Linked DNA regions of Ovis aries: region 1 is linked to region 2. The links are chromatin contacts, called in public Hi-C maps. All regions are on one chromosome and are shown on one strand. The core of a region is the stretch at or near the end of the contact, and the rest is flanking DNA. Distances in the headings are between cores, read along the strand shown.

Region 1 (6,473 bases), core at 336-2,835, 350 kb after region 2:
GCAGACAAGCCCGCCGCCCCCACGCCCCGGCCTCTCCGGGAGCTGGCGCCTCGTGAGGCGGGGGCTGCGCGCGCACCTACGGCCGGGGCACCCCAGCCCCCACCACCGCGGATCTCTAGCGGCTTTTGCCTGCGAAAGGTGGGGATAGCGGCCCCTGCTGGCAGTTTTGGCGAACAGCAGGGAGACGGACCTTTTTCCCTCAAACCATTTTCCTCACCTTTTCTACATGGTTTGTGGACAATATCGATACTGTTCTCACGAGTGCACTTATTTTATTCTTCATGAGCCCTCATTAGCATGCTTGTGCGTATTTTAGTTGCCTGTACGAAAGACAAAAAAAAAGGGGGGGGGGGGGAAGGGGGTGTTATTAGTGGCCCTAGCCCCAGTTAGGGAACAGGTACAGTTTCTAATGCATTTATTTAAGGGCACTCGGCCTAAGGGGGACTGAGACCCTGATCTCCTTCCCAGTGCTTTCCTCGGCCGACCCCATAACTAGTAAATAGTGATCGGAGAACTGCTTGACCGCTCGCGCGAACCAAGTGAGAAGCCCCCTGGGGTGGGGGTGGGGGGGGCGGGGAACAACGTGCTTCTTTACGGTCTTTGCGCCAGCAGGCAGGGAGCGCGCAACGGCCGGGACAGGGGGACGTCGTGTGGCCTGCCCAGTGGGCACAAGCCTTGTAACTGTAGGACTTTGGGGCTACTTAACTTTCAAGCGAACGGAGGAAGGCTGTGTCTTCCATTCTCCTCCTGATGGTAACACAAAAACGCCTTGGAAGAAGTTGCGATTTAGTTATTCCATGAAGCTGCTGGATACTCATTGGGATTGTGTGTTATCTCTGAAGTTTACATAATTATTTCTAAGAACAGTGTACACAGTTTCTAAGTTTAAAAGCTGATAGTCGCTACCAGCATTCCTTGCACTATAGTTAATTTGCTTACTTAACATGCTTTATTAACGTGTGCTGTATGTACGTTAACTAATAGCTGAGTTCATATCGTCGAAGTGAATTTTTAAGTGTACCGGTTTCTATCCAACTCATCTGGGTGCGCAGAGCGTCCGTCACTTCTGGAATTTACCTCTTGATATAGTAATCAGAAAGGCTCCCCGTTCACTTACCCTCATCCTTTAAAACTTTTCCATTTAAAAAAATCGATGAACAAATCCTTTCTTGTAACTTGCTCCTGCACTACGTCTATTTTTATTTATATTTTTGATTTGGCAGGGCTCGGCAATGCTGTCCAAGATTTTTTCCCCCCAGCAAGAACAAATGCGGGGGTGAGGGGAGGCATAGGCTGGGCTTCTGCGGGTGTCGCCTCCGCCGGGACCTCCACCGAACGCGCCGCGGGCGGGCAATAGTGGTGGAAGGAAGCGGCGCTGACCAGTCGGTCAAGGCTCCACCTGCGGCCACAGCGCGTAGTTTCTCCCTCCGCCTCGCTCGCTCCGGTTCACACACAGAGACCGCAGCCCTCCTTCGGGTCGGAGAAGACGCCAGCCAAAGTAGGCGGGGTTGCAGGAGGAGAGTCCGCTTTGCGCAATCCAGTCCGGGACTTGGCTCCGCCCTGGAGCGGCGGCCTCTCCAGTGACAGAGGAGTAGTGAGCGGCACGGGGTGAGGCTGCAGCCAACTCCGCTCCCCGCGCACTCGGCTGCCCAGGCGCTCCGGACGCAGCAGCAGCGCTTCTCCGCGGAGCCGACTGCCCGCGATGCCCGCTTAGGAGCGGCGGTAGCGTCCGGCACCGCCACACCCGCGGCGTAGCGCTCCCGCTCGTGAAGCGGGGCTAGAGCGCGCACCCCTGCCCCAGCCCCCACCCCGCCCCCCACCCTGAAATGACTTGTTAATCGGCGCAAACACCACCGAAGGGACTCGCCGGAGTGGAATCCAAGTGAAATTTGGATTTGGAGAAGACTTTCTTGAACATTTCCTCCTTTCTTGTTGGTTTTTTTTCTCTCTTTTTTCATCTCCCCTTCTCCGCCTGTCATTGGAAATGAATACGGCGCGTTTGCATCCCAGAAAGTAGTCGCTGCGACTGTACCCCCACAGAGACGAGCACCCATGTAGGAATGACAAAGGCTTGCGAAGGAGAGAGCGCAGCTCGCGGCCCGGAGAGATCCCCTCGATAATGGATTACTAAATGGGATACACTCTGTACCAGTCCGCTCCGAGCCCCGGCAGCCTGCCCGTCGATGCACCGAAAAGGTACGGCTGGGGCGCCCTGGTGCGCCCCACCTCCCGGGCGGTTCCACTCCCTCCTGCGGGTCCCGGGGCCGTGGTCCGCACACCGTCTCGGCTTTGTGGTGCTCGCGTTTTATTTTGTCTTGTGTCTGTCTTCCGAGCGTTGCCCGGCCCTGGGGGAGCAGTCGCGAGCCCTGTCCGCCGCTCCTCTCCGCCCTGCGCCCCAGAGACCTCCGGGCTCCGCGTTGTGAGCTTCCCCACTCGCGTCGCGCACACGCCAGGCGCCGCCCGGGACCCCAACCGCGCGGATAGCTGCCTGGCCCTGGGAGGTGTGTGCAGTATCCCTGAGGGCTCGTCCTCACTTTCGGGCCAGCAGGCAGCAGAGAGGCCAAGAAAGGGTGAGATTCTCGGAAGCGCCCGGTCCTGGTGCGAAGGCAGGGGAAGGGGTTCTACCCTCGAGGGCTGGAGGAGGTTCGGTCCAAGAGCGCTGTTTTCGCTCGACACTAGGTTTGGGTTCGAGGTGGGAGGAGGGGTTCCACAGACACGGGGAGATGGGGGGCGGGAAGCAAAGAGAGTCTTTTGTTGTCGGCGCGGGGTCGGGGCTGGGCTCAGTGGAGTGCGGGAAACTTGCAATGGCCCTGGCACCCGCGCACCCTGCCACTTGGTGACATCCCGGCTCCCGCGGCCGCTGGGCACCAGAGGTTCCGGGCTTTGTTTGCTCGAATGAGTGGCCTCCTCCCGGTGTGGCGCGGCTTCCCCGCCCTGGGTCCTATTCCCCGCCGCAGCTCCCTCCTGGGCGGCGAAGACAGCATCTGTAGCCTCTGCGTCCCCCTCGGGCTCAGAACCCCGTGTCGGGGGCTGGCGCCCGCTGAGCCCTCTTCCAAATACTACGTGGTCCCTCTTTGGAAAGGAGGTGTCCCGGGAGGGGGAAGGGTGGGAAGACCTGGCTAGAAATGGCTCAGTACTTGCTAACCAGACAAGACCTCTGCAGGGGCCCCGGGTTCTCGATTGTCCGGACTACTTGCTGCGTCTAGAGCGCTGCCTCGCTGGCAGTGGGGCGCTCCACTGCCAACCCAGCCCGACAGCGCCCACCCACTCTGCATGACCCCGCTGGGATGGGAAGTGTCTCTCCCCCCTCTCCCAGATGCTCTGCTTTTTTTCTCGGCTCCCCACCGTATTACACGGTGCATAGCAGGATCCCGTAGTCCGTTCCCTCCTTCCACGACCGGAACGGCACAGGGGGAGCCAGGGAGCAGTCCTAGCCTAGACTTGCGGGTATCGGGAAAGGAAACAGGATTCCGCTGTCTTTCCCGCTCCCTCGCCGCCACCACCCTCCGCCCAGCGTCTCCCCCTCTCCTTTTTTTACCCCCCCCTGCACGGGGTCACTCGACCAGGCACTTCTTAAAAGTTTCTCTGAAAGCCAGGGATGGGGGGCACGACCGATTTCGGGCTCAGCACGTGCAACCCGCGGGAAAACGAACCCCCGGGGAGGTGGACAGACCGCCCAGGATATGGCTAGGAGGCAGGAGCCAGGAGCCAACCCTTCGGAGAGTGGCACCTCAGCCGATGGTCAGCTTGGTTGGGGTCGCGGTGCGGCACTTGCTGGACTGGTCTCTCAAGCAGTCGAACAAGGGGAGGGCGTGGGGAGGGGCGAGAAGGGGAAGTTTCCCAGCAGGACTCGGAAGCTGGTCCGGCCACTGTGGACAGCGGCTGGCGCGAGGGTGCGTATCGACACCGGCCGGGGATCGCTGGCTCCAAGCACAGCATCTCCAGTGTCCTGCACCCAGCTCGCCGTTTTCCAGCCGGCGGGTGTTCAGGGAGGAGCAGAGCCGGGAGTCAGGTGTGCGTGAAGCCAGGGAGGCCCCGCTGTTTTCGCAGCCAAGGCAAGCACTTCCAAGGGGCCTCCCCGTGCCTGTATTGCAAGGAGCAGCCCCTCCAGCCAGTCCGCGTCGGTCCTTGGGAGAAAGGCGGCTGCTTAATGAATGTGGTCACCAGAGGAGATCACGGTGGGATCGTGGGATCGCTCTCTGCTTGGGCTGGATGGAAATTAAGTAGCAGCTGAGTGTGATCCATGAAAGGCTGAAAACACAGGCGTGTGAACACACACACACGTACAGACACAGACTCTCTCACATGTACGCCCAACTTTCTTTGCCTCCAATCTGAAAAGACGTTTAACCATCAGCGGCAGTGTCCTGCCAGCAGGTCTCAGGAAAGCTATTTAATGCCCCCCAGCGCTGACTCTTAAGTCTTTCCGGGTAGGAAGGTCGAGTGCCTTTGCCTTGCCTTTCTCTAATCCTGATAATTGTCTGGTCTTCTTTCAACATACCTCTTGGGCATTAAGTCCATAGACTGCCATTCTGATGACAGCGAGACGATTGTTGGTTCCAGATAATATGAATCTTTATTAAGATTTTTTTTCCCCCAAAGTAAAGATGCTGGTACATATTTCTGAATAGAACATCTGATTTTTCACACCCTTTCCAAATGACTACAGAGGTCAAGATTGCAAGTATTTTGTATGGTTTTTTAGTACCCTTTTAGTCTGCATGGAGCAGTTTTTATAGTAAGCTTTGATTAAACTACTCCAGGCATCAAAGTTAATTATTAACCTAACCTTAAATATAGTGGCAACACTGTGTGTCGCCACCTATTAACCTAAACTATCTGTTAAAAAATAATTGCACTATTTGAATTTGGCTTACCCATGCTTGTTTATATGGTAACTTTTATTTGACTCTTGAGTAACCACTACTCTCTATTATGTTGGTTTTAGGACCTTCTTAAATGAGGTGCTTTGCAAGCCAATCTGAAAGCAGAAATGAATAACCATCAGATTTAAACCTTTTTTGTGTTAGGCATTCTAGTTCATTTTTCTTATCTACCCTGTGATGGCAATCTTCCCTAAATGTTCTGTTTTGCAGTTATTACCCTTTAGAGATGGGCCACAGTCTCATAATGCATTTAATGTTCAACAGACACCTAAGATCATTATCTCAGGGGCTACTTGCAAAGTATACTCATTGGATAAAACCATCTAAGTTTAAATAAGTTAAAATTTCATAAGAACCAGTATAGAAACTCAAGTAAATGTTGAATGAGTAAAGGAAAGAAACAGTCCCAAATGGGTCATGTGTCTCCACTTGAAGGAGACCTGGGCACGTTTTTTTCCCTGCAGTGAAAAAGAAAAAAAAATCTGTGCCTTTAAGTAAGTGGTTATAATAAAGTGGCAGTAAGTGCAACTCTTTATTTACACACACAGACACACACACACAGACATACACCCCTCAAGTTCTTTCAAAGTCTAGTGACTGCTTTTCCCATCATTAAAAAAATATAGCATTTGCATTTCGAGGAGGTGGATAAGATCGCCAGCCAAGTGTGTTGAATCAGAAGGATGGCAAGAATTAGGAAGACTGCTATCATCATTGAATACAAATAAGACACCCAAATTAAGAACTTGTATTAAATTCGGAATAAATCTTCCTGCTTTTAAAGGCTAATGGGTAGTTGCATTCCTTTATGAAATGGAAGGAAAAATACTGTTTTGGACAAGGAGGTAAGTCAGATACTTAAGGTTGTGTACATAGTGCTTCAGCTCTCTTCTGAGCAGGACAAAAGAGTAATGATGGGAGAAAAAGTTTTTTTTAGAACTAGATTGCCAAGAACTAATATATTCTCCCATCATATTTGTTTGCAGAAAGGAATCACAGAACAAGCCAAACTAATTGCAAATGCTTTAATTAGGCATCTGCCATTTGCAGCAGTAGAAAGTCTAGGAAAGTCTGCACGAATCCCTGCACTGCCTCCCGCCCTCCACACACACTTTTAAGTTCATCGCCCTCCTCCCAGAGCGAGTGTTCCTGGGTGTTCACATCTCCAGGCGAAGCCTGGAAGCCTCCTGTTGGGACCTCCCAGTGTCCCCCACTCTCTTGGGGTGCCCTGGAGCCAAGTTGTCTCTGAGAGATTTCTATTCCAGAGTGAAGGCTTTTCTCCTCTGCCTTAAAATATGCTACAAGAGCAACTGAGCTATTTCTCTACTGGCAACCACACAGCTGCCTCTTGGGGATATGGGAAGGGAGGGAAGGGAGGGAGGCATTTAATCCCTTTGAAATGGGCAAGTAAGATGTCATACCACACAAACCTCAAGGGGGGAAGGGAGATGAGGATACTTCTTAGCCTGGGACTATTACAGTATAGTTTATACACAAGAGTAGGGTATACACTCATTTCCAAGCAGATGAGTGCTTGCAAAACCTTTTTATTACAATAATTCTAATTACACTAATGGAGAATGTCAT
Region 2 (6,503 bases), core at 2,081-4,580:
CAATATACAGCCTTGACATATTCCTTTCCCAATTTGGAACCAATCTGTTGTTCCATGTCCTATTCTAACTGCTGCTTCTTGACCTGCATACAGATTTCTAAGGAGGCAGGTCAGGCAGTCTGGAATTTCTATCTCTTGTAGAATTTTCCAGTTTGTTGTGATCCACAGAGTCAAAGGCTTTGGTATAGTCAATGAAGCAGAAGTAGATGTTTTTCTGGTATTCTCTTGCTTTTTCAATGATCCAACAGATGTGGCAATATGACCTCTGGTTCCTCTGCCTTTCCTAAATCCACCTCCAACTCTGGAAGTTCATGGTTTGTGTACTGCTGAAGCCAGGCTTGGAGAATTTTGAGCATAACTTTGCTAGCATGTGAGATGAGTGCAATTGTGCTGTAGTATGAACATTCTCTGGCATTGCCTTTCTTTGGGACTGGAATGAAACTGACTTTTTTCAGTCCTATGGTCACTGCTGAGTTTTCCAAATTTGCTGGCACATTGAGTGCAGCACTTTAACAGCATGATCTTTTAGGATTAAGCTCTATAGCACCTGTGAGTTTGAAATGCCTACTTTTTAATGAATTTCCCAATCACCATTTTGATTAAAATTACTTTGAGGATAGATATTCAATTATATTAAAGTCATTTTTGGCATTTAAAGAGTTGATCTAATGTTCTCACTGGAGAACAAATGCAGTAAATATAGAAAATAATACAGTAAAATCATAAGAAACATTGTATAATATCCAACTAGACATGCATTCCCAGAACAAACCCTTGGTAATGGATGTATGGTATTAAGACACTCTCTTTCTTTGAAGGACTACCTCTTCCCCATTCCATGTTATTTTAACTGTTGCCAGTAGAGAAGGACACAGAGACAAAGCCTAGAAAACAATTAGGTGGGCCTTTGACTGTGTGGATCACAATAAACTGTGGAAAATTCTGAAAGAGATGGGAATACCAGACCACTTGACCTGCCTCTTGAGAAACCTATATGCAGGTTAAGAAGCAACAGTTAGAACTGGACATGGAACAACAGACTGGTTCCAAATAGGAAAAGGAGTACGTCAAGGCTGTACATTGTCATCCTAATTGTTTAGCGTATATGCAGGTATGAGAAACACTGGGCTGGAAGAAGCACAAGCTGGAATCAAAATTGCTGGGAGAAATATCAATAACCTCAGATATGCAGATGACACCACCCTTATGGCAGAAAGTGAAGAGGAACTAAAAAGCCTCTTGATGAAAGTGAAAGAGGAGAGTGAAAAAGTTGGCTTAAAGCTCAACATTCAGAAAATGAAGATCATGACATCTGGTCCCATCACTTCATGGGAAATAGATGGGGAAACAGTGGAAACAGTGTCAGACTTTATTTTGGGGGGCTACAAAATCACTGCAGATGGTGACTGCAGCCATGAAATTAAAAAACGCTTACTCCTTAGAAAGAAAGTTATGACCAACCTAGACAGCATATTGGAAAGCAGAGACATTACTTTGCCAACAAAGGTCCATTTAGTCAAGGCTATGGTTTTGCCAGTGGTCGTGTATGGATGCGAGAGTTGGATTGTGAAGAAAGCAGAGTGCAGAAGAATTGATGCTTTTGAACTATGGTGTTGGAGAAGACTCTTGAGAGTCCCTTGGACTGCAAGGAGATCCAACCAGTCCATTCTGAAGATCAGTCCTGGGTGTTCATTGGAAGGAATGATGCTAACGCTGAAACTCCAGCACTTTGGCCACCTCGTGAATAGTTGACTTATTGGAAAAGACTCTGATGCTGGGAGGGATTGGGGGCAGGAGGAAAAGAGGACGACAGAGGATGAGATGGTTGGATGGCATCACCGACTCGATGGACGTGAGTTTGAGTGAACTCCAGGAGATGGTGATGGACAGGGAGGCCTGGCGTGCTGCGATTCATGGGGTAGCAAAGAGTCGGATATGACTGAGCGACTGAGCAAAAGATTTAAAAGAATTCCTCTGTGATAGCACACAGTTTAAATCTTTTCAAGGCTTTTTAAAAAATATTCTCATCATTTTCAGGATTATTTGTCTACAGTTTAAACTTTCTAGGAAAATGCAAATAAAACTAAGAAAAAGTTTTTAATCTAAGTTTTATATAAAGTCCCCTATTTTTGTATAGATTCTTGATATCTTCTCTAATTGTAGGTGTTTCATATTTCTCCTTCCTAATTAGGTATTTGGGCATTCTTTTCCTTGATTAGATGAGCTAATGACTTAATGATACAAGATCCAATTGTTTCATTGTAAAAATGCTTAGGTACAATACTATTTTTCTCCTAATTTATCGTAAGCTTAATTTGTTCTTAATCAGTTTCTTTGACCTGCATGGTTAATTCTTTGATTGATATTTAATCTCCTCTCCTGAGAATCATCTTGACAACTCCACCCCCATAAAACCTAGTTCCACCCATATTCCACTAGCTCTTTTCTAACTTTTTCTTTAGAAAATTGATCCTTTCAGCTGGCATAGTTAATGCTCTCCTCATTATTTTTTTCCTGTGGTTAGTTCGAAAGAACATTTCTTAATTCTTTCAGAAAATCATTCAGCCAGGCACCAACCTTAACAGAAACACAGATGGATCAAATAGGCCACCTTGGATTCAAACCCTGCACGATCCGGAAAATAGCTCCAAGAAATATACAAATAATTCTGTCCAAGTAGAAGCCAATTTGAGACTTAGGAAGGAAAGCTAAGATCCTTGCTAAAATATCTTACATCACTTCACTTCGGGTACTGGGTTTAATTAATCCTACAAATTTATTGAATTAAATGTCCATTAATCTGTCTTTAATAGTGAAATTGCCAAAATGCCTCAATCTGTTAATGGAAAAAATTACACCAACACATTGAACAGAAAACCAAGGATCTGTTCAAGGAAAAATTGTTTTTGTAAGAATTAAATATGAAATATTCGACCATTTCTAAGAGGCATTACAAAATCAAGGGGAAAAAAAAAAAAAACTTTAAAACAGTTTTAGCTTCTATGAAAGAGTATTTATAATAGCTATGGTTTTCCCAATAAAATTCTGCAGGAGACAGGTCTCTAATGTAAACGTATGGCTCCCTGCAAGTTCCAAGGGAAAAAAACAAAAAGCTTCAAGGTTTTGTACTATTGTCTGTACCCTGATATAATTATCAAAACCATAAGAGTTTTCAGTCAGTTGACTTGGGATTGCTAAACCACAAGGTTTTGTAATATATTCAGATGATTTCCAAAGAAGCATTTCCAGGATATTGTGTCATTAATACAAGGGGTAAAGTGTCCCCAGAAGGCCTCTGACGAGACAGATCATAACTTCTTCAGAGAGCCATTCTAGTCTAATCTGCTGGTGATCCTGAGATTGTACGCCTGCGCCTGAGGATGGGCAGTCTGAGAGAAGGGCCATGACTGAACTGGATTTCTTTTGTCATGACACCAAGTGGAGTTCATCTGTTCTTGCTTTCTGTTTCAAATAACGGAGAGGAAATTATTCGGCTCTGGACAAACTTCTACCCACTCCTAAACTCCTCTGTGATTACAGCTGAACAAAAAAATTCATCCTCCCTCTCACAGAACAAGACTGCTGTCTCCTGTTCCTGGGTATTCAACAGCTGCTGTCTGCTGTGCCAGGGGAGAGGGCTGCCATTCAGAGATTAATTGAAGTAATTTCCCTGGAAACAGAAGAACTTGTGTGGCTAAGTCGGCCTGCAAGGGCCAGATGAACTTGGTAAAATCATACCCACCCTTCATTTACTTACAATAGAATCTTAGAAATCTTCCAACCCAGGGTGCATCTTGGTAATATTTTCAAGGCACATTCTCCATAGTATATTTGATTTGAGGTTACTATTTTCATTTTAGATATAAGAAATCATAACTCCAGAAATAAATGAATGACTCAAAGTCACTGTTAGTTTCAAGACCAGTAGTAGGCCTGCAAGTATCAAAGCACATGCCTTTTCAATAGCATCTAAATGACAGAGCTACGCAGATGAGGAGCAACTAGAAAAGGAACCAACCAGTACAGTCTTTTCTCAATTAGCTCAGAGAACACAGGTCTTAGGTTCATTTCCTTTCCTCCCCATCCTTCAAATTCAAAACTCTTTCTCCCAGCTCCAGGGTCTTCTGTACAAAAGGCTATCATTACAAAACATTTTCTTTTTCTAGTTTCTTATTTAAATATGTCTATTTGAAGAATAACAAACGATAGCATTTACTGAGTGCTTAGTGTGTTAGGCATTGTTGTGATCGCTTTGTATTTATCATCTACTAGGTTAGCCAAAAAGTTCGTTCAGGTTTTTCCATATGATGGTATAGAAAAACCCAAATGAACTTTTTGGCCAACCCAATATTTTAATTTCCCCAATAACCCTAAGTGACACAGTAACCCCCATGTGAAAGGATAGGGAATCAAGGCAGAAAAGCTGCCTTAAGAAGCTCACAAAGATGGGAGGTGCTAATGTTGAGATTTGAACTTAGATGAGATTTGGACTCAGATTCAGCTCTGGGATTTATGGCTGGGCGGGGTACATTTAGGAATAAAAGAAGGACAGGAAGGGAGGGAGAGATTAGAGAGAGTTAAAGAAGGACAAAGCCAAGTGCAGACCAGAGGAGCAGCACTACCTAATCTAACAATTTATATTATAAACTTATATTGTTAACAATAACAAAAAGACTGTTGGAGAGTTGGGAAGATTAGATTTCTAAAGCTAGACTTTGTTGTTGTTGGTACTTCAACACAATTGTTTTTTGGTTTTTTGTGTGTGTTTTTTTTTTTATTTCTCTGTGTTACTCTGGTATTCAAATATTGGAACCAGGACTCAGAGTCTATCAAAATGCAGTCAACTAGCCATTATCTAAAAGATAGTAGGGGCTTGTCACAACCTCCTTTTAGAAAGAACAAGTTTTACCTCAAATATGGAGTTTGTTTGTATAAGTGATAAAAAGAATTAATTACCACCATCTACCAAAAAAAAAAAAAACCAGAAACAACGGAAAAATTGTGTTTTGAAAACTTGGCAGCTGAAACCATAAAGATACATTCTTCCTTGCTTCCGAGAAGGCAACCTCCTTATTCAATGCAATTATTTGTGCTTAGATGCATGAAATACCCATCAGTCTCACTTGATCGCTTTCAGAAGTAAAGGGCAAGGCCAGAGCGAGGCTGACAGCACAATGGTCTTGTCCAGCAGCAGCCAGGACTGAGTCCAGGCGATTATGAAAATCAGTATGAATACTAAAAGTTAGGTGCAAGAGGTCCTAGACCAAAGTGGTTAATATGATGGGAGACTCAAACAGCTGCTTGTTCACATAAGTGTAACCTAGATGCCAGCTCGTTTTCTGACCAGAAGGTTTCTGCAACCCCTCTGACTTCCCTGCCCTTCTCAATTCTAGCTTCAAGACTGTACTCTATAGATATTTACATCAATACTCCTTTCTTTAAACTTGTGGCTTCTTTCACCCTTCCCCTCCACTCTGCATCAGATGTAGACAACTTAGTTCTCACACACATCAACACACACAGATGCCAAAAGCACTTCTATGTAGTACACATTGCTAAAGGCTTGGGCAAACAGGTGGATTTATTTCCTAGCAACTAAAATAAAATCTACAAGTTCTCCAGCCACCTCACCATGTTGTCATCTACTTTCCCCTTATTCCCAGTCCCTTCACCAAAACTCTCCCCCCACACCCTCATCCTTCCAAATCCCTGCTTAATTTGCATGAACAGCATATTAGCAATCATACTATCTGTAATTTACATGTCAAGGGACTCAAAGTTATTTTGGAATTTGTATTTTCTAAACAAAGACAGACCCCCACCTAGTGTTCAGACCAACACTAGGTGGGGGTCTGTTACCTTCACCATCAGTTTTACTTACCCAGGGTCAGGAAGATCCCCTGAAGTAGGAAATGGCAACCCACTCCAGTATTCCTACCAGGACAGCTCTATGGGCAGAGGAACCTGGTGGGCTACAGTCGGTGGGTTTGCAAAGAGTCGGACACAACTGAGCATGCATGCACACAAGGTCAAGTTGTCTCCTGATTTTTCCTCTCATTTGCTGAATCCTCTTCTTTCTGACCCCCAAATATCAGAAGGACACCAGGGTTCAGTATTTTGACTTAATTTTCTATTTATACTCTATTCCACTCTTTCTTATGAAGTCTCAGGACTTTAAATGACAAATATAATATTTGGGAGTCAATAGTTCATCTCCAGATTTCATCTCTTCATGACCACTGATTTCTATACCCAGTGATGTCCCCTGCATCTCTCCTGGATGTCAAGTGATGTGAAGTGAAGTTGCTCAGTCGTGTCTGACTCTTTGCGACCCTGTGGACTGTAGCCCACCAGGCTCCTCTGTCCATGGGATTCTCCAGGCAAGAATACTGGAGTGGGTTGCCATTTCCTTCTCCATGGGATCTTCCCGACCCAGGGATCAAACCCAGGTCTCCTGCACGGCAGGCACATGCTTTAACCTCTGAGCCACCATTGCTTTATAA

What was found. A called contact is a pair of places that touch in the nucleus more often than the background predicts.
Region 1: a Hi-C map of omental adipose tissue shows a contact between it and region 2, with 3 times the contacts expected there. The contact joins the promoter of SEMA6A here to the enhancer-like site in region 2.

The regions. Positions count from the first base shown.
Region 1 is chr5:35,029,180-35,035,652 of ARS-UI_Ramb_v3.0, forward strand. SEMA6A (semaphorin 6A) reads left to right here and starts at 1,586. Exons shown (of 20, transcript XM_042250334.2): 1 at 1,586-2,196.
Region 2 is chr5:34,676,796-34,683,298 of ARS-UI_Ramb_v3.0, forward strand. All of the region lies in intron 2 of LOC132659818 (a long non-coding RNA gene), which reads right to left. Among named protein-coding and RNA genes, the nearest start is that of SEMA6A, 350 kb to the right of the region's middle. Within about 2 kb of position 3,331, at least 8 of the 54 cell types and tissues checked have an H3K27ac peak or open chromatin away from gene starts, as enhancers often do.